Regions from separate parts of the Mus musculus genome. Here regions 1 and 2 are each linked to region 3. Evidence: chromatin contacts called from public HiChIP or PLAC-seq and Micro-C data. All regions are on one chromosome and are shown on one strand. The core of a region is the stretch at or near the end of the contact, and the rest is flanking DNA. Distances in the headings are between cores, read along the strand shown.

The links. Hi-C and Micro-C count contacts between places; a contact is called where the count stands out from the background. HiChIP or PLAC-seq counts read pairs in DNA pulled down with a chosen protein or histone mark.
Region 1: a contact with region 3 is called in a Micro-C map of embryonic stem cells, with 2.3 times the contacts expected there. The contact joins two enhancer-like sites. A contact is called at or near these places in 2 of 484 Hi-C or Micro-C datasets (embryonic stem cells and nephron progenitors) and 3 of 115 datasets of contacts at active chromatin or transcription factors (cardiomyocytes, embryonic stem cells and trophoblast stem cells).
Region 2: a contact with region 3 is called in an H3K27ac HiChIP or PLAC-seq map of embryonic stem cells, with 14 read pairs. The contact joins two enhancer-like sites. A contact is called at or near these places in 4 of 484 Hi-C or Micro-C datasets (bone marrow-derived macrophages, embryonic stem cells, extraembryonic endoderm stem cells and 1 more), 5 of 115 datasets of contacts at active chromatin or transcription factors (embryonic stem cells, extraembryonic endoderm stem cells and trophoblast stem cells) and 2 of 9 other capture datasets (adipose tissue and liver).

The regions. Positions count from the first base shown.
Region 1 is chr10:21,905,982-21,908,681 of GRCm38.p6, reverse strand. All of the region lies in intron 1 of Sgk1 (serum/glucocorticoid regulated kinase 1), which reads right to left. Among named protein-coding and RNA genes, the nearest start is that of Gm46215, 25 kb to the right of the region's middle. Within about 2 kb of position 1,406, at least 95 of the 459 cell types and tissues checked have an H3K27ac peak or open chromatin away from gene starts, as enhancers often do. A contact at or near this core is called in embryonic stem cells, where this site is marked.
Region 2 is chr10:21,922,415-21,925,407 of GRCm38.p6, reverse strand. The region is part of intron 1 of Sgk1 (serum/glucocorticoid regulated kinase 1); the gene reads right to left. Among named protein-coding and RNA genes, the nearest start is that of Gm46215, 42 kb to the right of the region's middle. Within about 2 kb of position 1,722, at least 126 of the 459 cell types and tissues checked have an H3K27ac peak or open chromatin away from gene starts, as enhancers often do. A contact at or near this core is called in embryonic stem cells, where this site is marked.
Region 3 is chr10:21,745,455-21,748,244 of GRCm38.p6, reverse strand. No RefSeq gene overlaps it. Among named protein-coding and RNA genes, the nearest start is that of Gm5420, 56 kb to the right of the region's middle. Within about 2 kb of position 1,259, at least 27 of the 459 cell types and tissues checked have an H3K27ac peak or open chromatin away from gene starts, as enhancers often do. A contact at or near this core is called in embryonic stem cells, where this site is marked.

The DNA.
Region 1 (2,700 bases), core at 157-2,656, 160 kb before region 3:
TGACTATTTGCTAATCTGATTAACTGCTTTGAATGTGTCTCAAACCTTACATACCAACTGGTAAAAGTAGGCCACTTCAAATCCTGCTTGTCTGTAGTCCCATAGATCCCGTGTGGGTATGTATGCATATGCTGCACCAGTTAACTGCTTCTGAGCCTCTAACACCACGTCTGTTAGGTTGCTGTGCACAGTCAGACTTGCTGGTGATACTTGGTAGCATCCTTGGATGCTCTAGGTCAGTGATTCTCAACCTGTAGGTTGAGACCCATGGGGCTGCACATCAGATATTTACATTATAATTCATAACAGAAGCAGAACTATGAAATAGCAACGAAACAATGTTATGGTTGGGGGGAGGGGTAGAGGGTGGGTCACCACAACACCAGGAACTGCAGCATTAAGGAACTGCAGCATGTAGAAAGTTGAGAACTGCTGCTATAGCTATTTTCAAAGGCTGTATCTCCAAATACATTAATTATCAGGGAATGTGGAGATCATTTCCAAACACAGGAATCCGGGGAGATGCATTTGATCTACAACCTTCTGAGAATACTTTGGGAGGAATTTGGCCATAAGACATTCAGCTGAGCCCTCTGACAGGTCGTCAGCTTGGAGGCCAACAGGAACAGGCAGGGCTGGAGGAAGCAGTGACATGAGAAAGAAGTAGAGAGGAACCTGGAGAGAGAGCCATTAAAGCCACACCCTTTCCGAAGCAAAGCTTACAAGCAAAGCTTACAAGCACAGGTACTGTAAGTGGCAGAGAGGTGCTTCTAACATTCTGTGGTAAGGTCCCTCACACAAGAAGGAGTCATTGGAACAAGGGCTGAATAGGCCATGAGACAGCCACTAAACCAAGGGAAGACTGTCATAAGATGGGGTGTTAGGAAGTGCTAAGCATTTTTTTCTCCTACTGTAAAAGCTTCATGTCTTTGGCACTGTCCATAGGATCTAATTTTGTTTTAAAGATTTATCTATTTATTTTATGTATATGAGTACACTGTTGCTCTCTTCAGACTCAGTAGAAGAGGGCATCAGATCTCATTACAGATGGTTGTGAGCCACCATGCGGTTGCTGGGAATTGAACTCAGGACCTCTGGAAGAGCAGTCAGTGCTCTTAACTGCTGAGGCATCTCTCCAGCCCCCTAATTTTGTTTTATAAGCCATGCATGTACACACACATACACACACACACACACACACACACACACACACACACACACAGTAGTGTGCATATGGAAGTCAGAGGACACTTTGCTGGAGTCTATTCTCTCCTTTCACCATGAGGGGCTGAGAGATTAAACTCTGTCGTGGAAGTGACAAGCACTTTACCCTTCAGCCCTCTCTCTGGCTCTGTATTCAATACATCTAAGCCAACACTGGGAAGTTTCCATCAGTAAGGAAACCACAGTTTACTTCCTTACTCACAAACCCTTGTAGGTGCTAGGCAGAGCAGAGCGGCAGAGCCTGCAGTAACTACAAAGGCCCTTTGGATATCAGTTTCATTTCAACTTTAACCTCTGAGTTTTTCCACAGACCCCATGTGAAGCCACAAAGATCCTCTTGTCCTGCTGTGACTCTGCAGTCGGAGGTCTTGTTTTGGAAACAGACACCTGCCTGAGTCGAGTCTGAGGCAGCAGTGGCTGAGCCCGTTTGCCAGGCTACTCCACAGGTCCCATGCTCTCAGCCTTCCCAGCCCAGGGAGAAAACTATGTCTTAGTTTTACTGTGGAGTTCTGGCTGTGTCTTTTAGAAGGGGAAGTGGGGTTGGGGGGGGGGGAGCAGCCTGTTAAAATTGCAAAGTATGATTTTAGAAAACGTTCAGAAAATGTCAATGAATTTAAGCAGAACTCAGTCTTTACCGTGGACAAATGAATATTCCTTGAGGGGCTGTCTAGATAAATAATTGAACCCACGTTCACTACTGAGAAGTGCACAGTCTGGCGAGAAGTGTGCTTCCCATAGGGATAGCATGTGAAACTCAGAAATCATTTTATAGATTCTGCACTGAATAAAGGAAAAGGGAAAATGAAAATAATTAGCTGGGTTTTGTTTGTTTGTTTGTTTTGTTTTGTTTTTTGAGACAGGGTATCATTATGTTGCTCTGCTGTCCTAGAACTTGATACAGAGACCAGGCTGGCCTCAAATTCACAGAGATCTGCCTGCCTCTGCCAGCAGAAAACTGATTTCAATGATGTAATTGACTCAACTCAATATACCCCCAGATCTATACTCTCAAATATACTCCAGATAAAACTGCTAGCAGTATATTTTATGTTAATTTAAGGTTTTATTTTAGTTAGTTTAGAGTTTTGTACTATGTTGTGTCCGGCCAGCAGATCACAACATGGGTTTTAGCCTGGAAAGACATTTTGGAAACCTGGAAGAGAAGAGGGGCTAGGTGGCGAGATAAAGAAATGTAGCTAAGACAGTCATTCTGATCAAAGTTCAATTTTACTGTTCCGCACGCAATTATAAAGCAGGGGAAGGGGGCCCGATTCCCGCCAATTAGTCTTGGGGTCCAATAGCAGGGTGACCACATGCACGGCTCCAAACAGCAAAGCGGCAGGTTCCAGCAGTGGGCATGGTAGAACGATTGAGCAGGAAGCTCCACCCCTGAGCAAGCAGGTTTCAGGCTGGGGGAGGGGAGACTACATCTCCTCCCTTTTGTTAACAAAAAAAATAAAATAATAAAAAAAAAAA
Region 2 (2,993 bases), core at 473-2,972, 180 kb before region 3:
CTCGTCTTCTTCTTCTTCTTCTTCTTCTTCTTCTTCTTCTTCTTCTTCTTCTTCTTCTTCTTCTTCTTTTTCTTCTTCTGGCTTTAAGCTTGAAGCTGGTAACGTTTCCTGCTTTATTTCCAAACTTCAATTTGAAGTTAATCTTTTTCCTCTGGATTTCTTGCCATCCCTTTTACCAAGTCTATTTAGCTTTGCAGGGATGAGGTACAAGATGTGAGCTGATCTGTCTTCCATTTTATTCACAAGTCGCAGGGTCTGACTACAATTATTCTTGGAGTGTGAAAGTGTAAATCTCCCCTTGCCGCTACGAACACTGAATTATAATTTTTTTTAATTAGGTATTTTCCTCATTTACATTTCCAATGCTATCCCAAAAGTCCCCCATACCCTCCCCCACTCCCCTACCCACCCACTCCCACTTTTTGGCCCTGGCGTACCCCTGTACTGGGGCATATAAAGTTTACATGACCAATGGGCCTATTTTTCCAGTGATGGGCTACTAGGCCATCTTTTGATACATATGCAGCTAGAGACAAGAGCTCCGGGGTACTGGTTAGTTCATAATGTTGTTCCACCTATAAGTTTGCAGATCCCTTTAGCTCCTTGGGTACTTTCTCTAGCTCCTCCATTGGGAGCCCTATGATCCATCCATTAGCTGACTATGAGCATCCACATCTGTGTTTGCTAGGCCCCGGCATAGTCTCACAAGAGACACTGAATTATAATTTGAGGTGTTAATATATAAGACAGGACATGAAGCAGGGTTCTTCCAGGGTTGAAGGCCCCTGTTTCCACCAACCTGAGGCCAGTGCTGGGCAGTAAAGGTGGAACTGTGGCTACAAGGTGTCACATGAGTGGGCGAGTCCCCAGGTCTGCATTTTGGGAGGGTGGAGGGTGGGGAAAGCCAGGCAGCGAACACGGAAGCTTGAGATGGAGAGCCAACCACAGCTGCCAGAAAAGCAAAAGAAAACAATGGCTGTTGCGGATTTATTTGGAAAGTGTGTGTCCTCGATGGCTGTTACGGATTTATTTGGGAATTGTATGTCCTCTATCTGCCCAGTGTTGATTCTTTGAATCCATTGCGCATCTTTCTCTGAAGCTAAGAGAAATCTACGATTTGCGCATGTGCCAAGAGCAGACGTGTCTGCTGTTTTAAATCAGTCTGCTGTGGGCACAGTGAGGATGGGTCTCGGACGCCAAGACTTTTGACAAATCAACCCATTCCAGACCTTAATGAGAATATGGTCGCCTCTCTGCAGAGAGTGTAGCTAGGGAAGGAAGTAATCTATTTGTTCAGGGGTATTAGAGAAAAACATCACAAAAGCGACATTTTCTAGCAGGAATGGAAACGGCTGCATGCTTTTTCTTGGTTTAGTCTTCACTCTGACTTCAGTATGTTCTCTCCTGTTCCTTGCTGACGATTTTCGATTTTCGCTAGCTTCGTAGCTATGGGGCCTTAATTAAGGACAGAGTTTATGGTATTTACTTTAGCCTCAGAAATCCCTGGAGAGTGGCTGGGGTGTGAGATGTGAATACAGTCATAGACTCCCTCTCCAGCCCTGCAGCCTGGGCAAGGTGCCCTTTAAAACTGCTGAGCTGAGAGCTTCTCCATCAGGCCCCTAGGGAATTCAAGCTACAGCCCGCCCCTTGCGCTCCTGGGGGCAGCGGGAGCTGAATTGCTTGGGTGGAGGGAGGGTTGTGAGTGGCTTTGGGAATCCTCAGAGACCAGCCACAATGGCTCTGAGCTGGAGACAGCTGCAAGACTCTTCGAGATGTGAATGGCCGGATACAGAAGCAGCCCTGGTTGTGTGGCCACCTGGGCCTCGTTTTTCTTCATGGCTGCGCCATGGTTGTGAAGAGCATTGTAAACAAACGCAGACTGGAGGATATGTCCGTCTAAAACAAAGCAAGAGTTCCGTAGACGGGAGCCTGGAGGGGTCTAGTTCCAAATTAAACCGGAGTTCGGAAGCAGCTATCTTGGGAGCCTGGAGTCAAAGCTTAAGACCATAGCTAGATTTCTGGGCAGTACCTAGGTAAAACACTAAGTGTAATTCTTTGCTAAATCTAGTCTGCCTTGGTTTTTATTAATTTATTTGAAGGGAGAAAAAAAAAAAGCTATCCAGAAACCACAGTCCCCTCGGAGAGCTGCCAGATACGATTAAGGAGATTGGCCAGCTTTTAGGGATTTTCCACTTGTGGTTCTTTTTCCTATTATGTAATAGTAAACAGATATTACTCTTCATATAAGATGGCTTAGTTGATAATGATATTATCAACTGATGCGGAAAATTGATAGCTAGTCGGCACTTCTGTGTGATCCCAGCCGGCAGAGCCTGTCTGGATTTCGGGAGGGAGAGTTGCCTCTTTCTCAAAAGCCATGGGAACCAGACATAGAGCAACTGTGATTTCAGAGAGGCACCATTCATCATGGAAAACCTACTGCTTATATACTGCCATTGTAACTTCCAATTCTCCCAAGTTGGGTAGTGCCTGAGAGCCCAGCCCTTCAGAGGTTAAGGCAGGAGGATTGGAAGGAGTGTAAGGACGCCCTGGCTGAGTGCCAGGGCAGCCTGGGCGACCCAGCAAGAGCTTGTATTAAACAAAACAAACCCAATCCAATACCTCAATCCCCAACAACAAAACAAAGCAAAGAATTAAAAATAAATACATTTTAAAAAAGCCTTTAAATCCTGATATAAACCAGTTTTCTAGTGAAAACATTCAAGCAATTATAAAAGGAAGACCCTGCTCACACCGCCACCCCCACCCCCACCACCAAGTACTTGCAGACTGGGTACCTGATGGCAGACAGGTTACAGGGAATATATGGCCTCTCACGTTGGTGCCCAGAGAGCTATTCCACAGTCTCCAAAACTCTGACAATGCAGTAACATGAACTTATTCTCCTTACCTCAGCTATAGCTGCCAATCACACAACTTTTTTTTTCCCTCTGAACATCTTTATTGTGTATATGAAACCACACGATTTGCTT
Region 3 (2,790 bases), core at 10-2,509:
GGACCTCTGTGGGGCATGTTCCACTTGTTAATCGATGGAGAAGGGTCCAGCCTACTGTGGGCAGCACCATCCCTAGGCAGGTGGAATACACGCTGTCTTTGAAGCCAGGTAACAAGGAGCATCCTCCACGGTGCCTGCTCTACTTTATAGGCTATGAAATGAGTTCCTGGGTTAGAGGTAACAAAGTGTGAATTGCAAGCAGGCCTGAGTTCAATTTCTTGCCTTGAGATCCTTCCATGATAAGCTATGGCATAGTAAACAAAGTCAACCCTTTCCTCCCCTAAGTGGTTTTGAGTAGGGTGCTGTTTTATCATAGCAACAGAAGTGAAAGTAGAAGATGTAGCTATGAAGTGTAATTTTTCATAGAGTAGATGTGGGACTTTGATTTCTAAAGCTATTCTGTGTTTTGTTTCTGCGATCTGTGAAAAGACAATAATCTGATGTGTATCCTCGCTTAGAAAGCACAGTTTATGTTCTTAGGAAAGAAATTACACGGTGCCTTTAGAGCCCGATTAACACCCACTGGGAGAGCATATTCGTGAGTCGTCACAGGCAGCATCTTACCTCAGGAGAGACTTGGTGTGTGTGTGTGTGTGTGTGTGTGTGTGTGTGTGTGTGTGTGTAGGGGAGGGAGAGAGAATGAAAGGAAGGGTACAGGCATGCAGAGAGAGAAGGAAAAAAAGGAGGAGGGGAGGAGGGGAGAGTGCAAAATGTCTGAATTATATAGGGAAGAGCCTCTGGGGAGATTTCAAGGGTGTTCATGAACTCCTAGGTGGGTTGAGAGGTTTTAATTTCTTGATGGGTATAGTAGTTGGGATTAGTTAGGACGCAAAGCCTCCCATGAGACACAACTCAAGAGAAACGGCCCATGTCCTGTCCTTTGCTAGATGCTGTCCAAACAGTCAAAGAGGCAGAATAATGACGTCAATCAGTGCGAGTTGCATGGGTGTGGGAGTGGGGCACAGATGGCTACATTAATGATGAGTCTGTAAGGACACGTCTTCTGTTGTTTGATTTCTCCTTTCAAGACTTTTTAGAAAAAGTTAAGAGTTACCTCGTTCTTATTCAGAGCACTTGACGACATCAAATATAGCTTTATCTCTGCCTTGTTTGTTTGCTGGAGAGGACTCTGGTAATTCAACTCAATGTCTAACACCTCAGCAGGAGAACCTGCTGTGGCAGCTGTTGCGATGTCTTCCCTCATCCTGCTCACGTCTGACATTTGCAAGGCAGGATCTGATTACAGCTAGCAACTTGAAATTAAGGGGACAGGGAAGAAAATACCAGGAGACGTGGAGTGAGCAAGGGGTGAGACAGGCTGCCGTGTGCTCCCATTTCAGTCTCCAAGAAGCAGGCTGGTGATCTGGATCCTGAGCCTCCCGCGGTGGCTTCAGATCTGCTCAGCTCAGCTCAGACTTCACACGGCGTCAACCCAGGGGTTCCTCTGAAGTGCCTAAAATCACAAGAGTACGTGAGTTCATTTACCAGAAGGTCTGAGAAGACAGAATGGGAGGAGCTAAGACATTATAATCTGCCATCGGAGAGCTCCACATACAAGTCACTGATCTATGCCCAGGATTCAACTCCATCAAAGTTTTCTCAAAAACTTAAAATTTGTTTCTACTTAGATGTACTTCTCCATCAGTTTTATGATCCATAACTAAATATTTAGCCATCATTTCTCCAGATAACCTGTGTAAATTTCGAGTTTCCCTTATGAAATCTTTAAGCCCAGGGGAAAAAAAACATAATACTAATCATACAAGAATACAGTAAGTATGTGCACAGATTGTCTTGTAACTCTCAAAGTGCGTTCACATAATACAATCACATTCCTGGGCCCAGCAGGGATGTCCAGCATCCAACCCTCCTCCTTTCTCCTGAAGTTTCTTTGTGCTAGTGATTGGTAAGCTGAGATTTTACATCCTTAGAGGTGATAAAAGTTAAATGAGAAACAGGAGGCTGTCTGTAGACGGAGATCAGACTCCAGGAAGGTTGCCTGCTGGGCCATTGTTCGTCTATCTCACCTTGGATAAGCACAGACAATGGCAGACCTCCCTTTACCGAAATGCATAGACTAATCCACACACCCAACTCCTATGGAGCTACTGTAAGGATCTAATCAGACAATAGGTGAGAAAATCTTGTCCAGCTGCCAAATGCAAAATAAATATTTTTAATATTTTTTTCTGCACTTCATCTTCTTTAACATTTCTGACCTTAACTTCAACAGAAGACTCCATCTACCAAAGAGTAGAAAAGACAGGTTTTTTGTTTTTTTTGTTTTTTTTTTATTCCTTAGAGCTTGCCCTAGTGGTCTCCTTTATCATCATCAAAACACAGAGGTTTGCATCTGGGAGCTATATACTTAAGTCTCAGTGGACTGGCAGCTGAGGTCAAGAGAAAACCAATATCCTATATGATCTTCACAAATATGGTTTTACTCTAATTTTATTTAATCGAATTAATTGATTGAATTTAATTAAGGGGGGGTTGAATCTAGAGTCTCATGAACGTCGGGTGAACACTCAACCACCGAGCTATATCACCAAACAATGTTTGGTATTTTTTGATAGCCAAGTCTGCGGGCAACCTACATCTAAACCACATTTGTACATTTCTGACTTCCACATCACAGTTTTTACCACTGAATCTGAAGCTCCGGGGTTGGTCCCAGAAGGCTGCTCTTTGTACAGAGCACACGGGCTAATACAGATATGCCACTAATGCAGGGACCCAGAAGTTCGTGATTGTAAGCAGGCATGTGTTCCTCATTTCCTCCCAGCAATG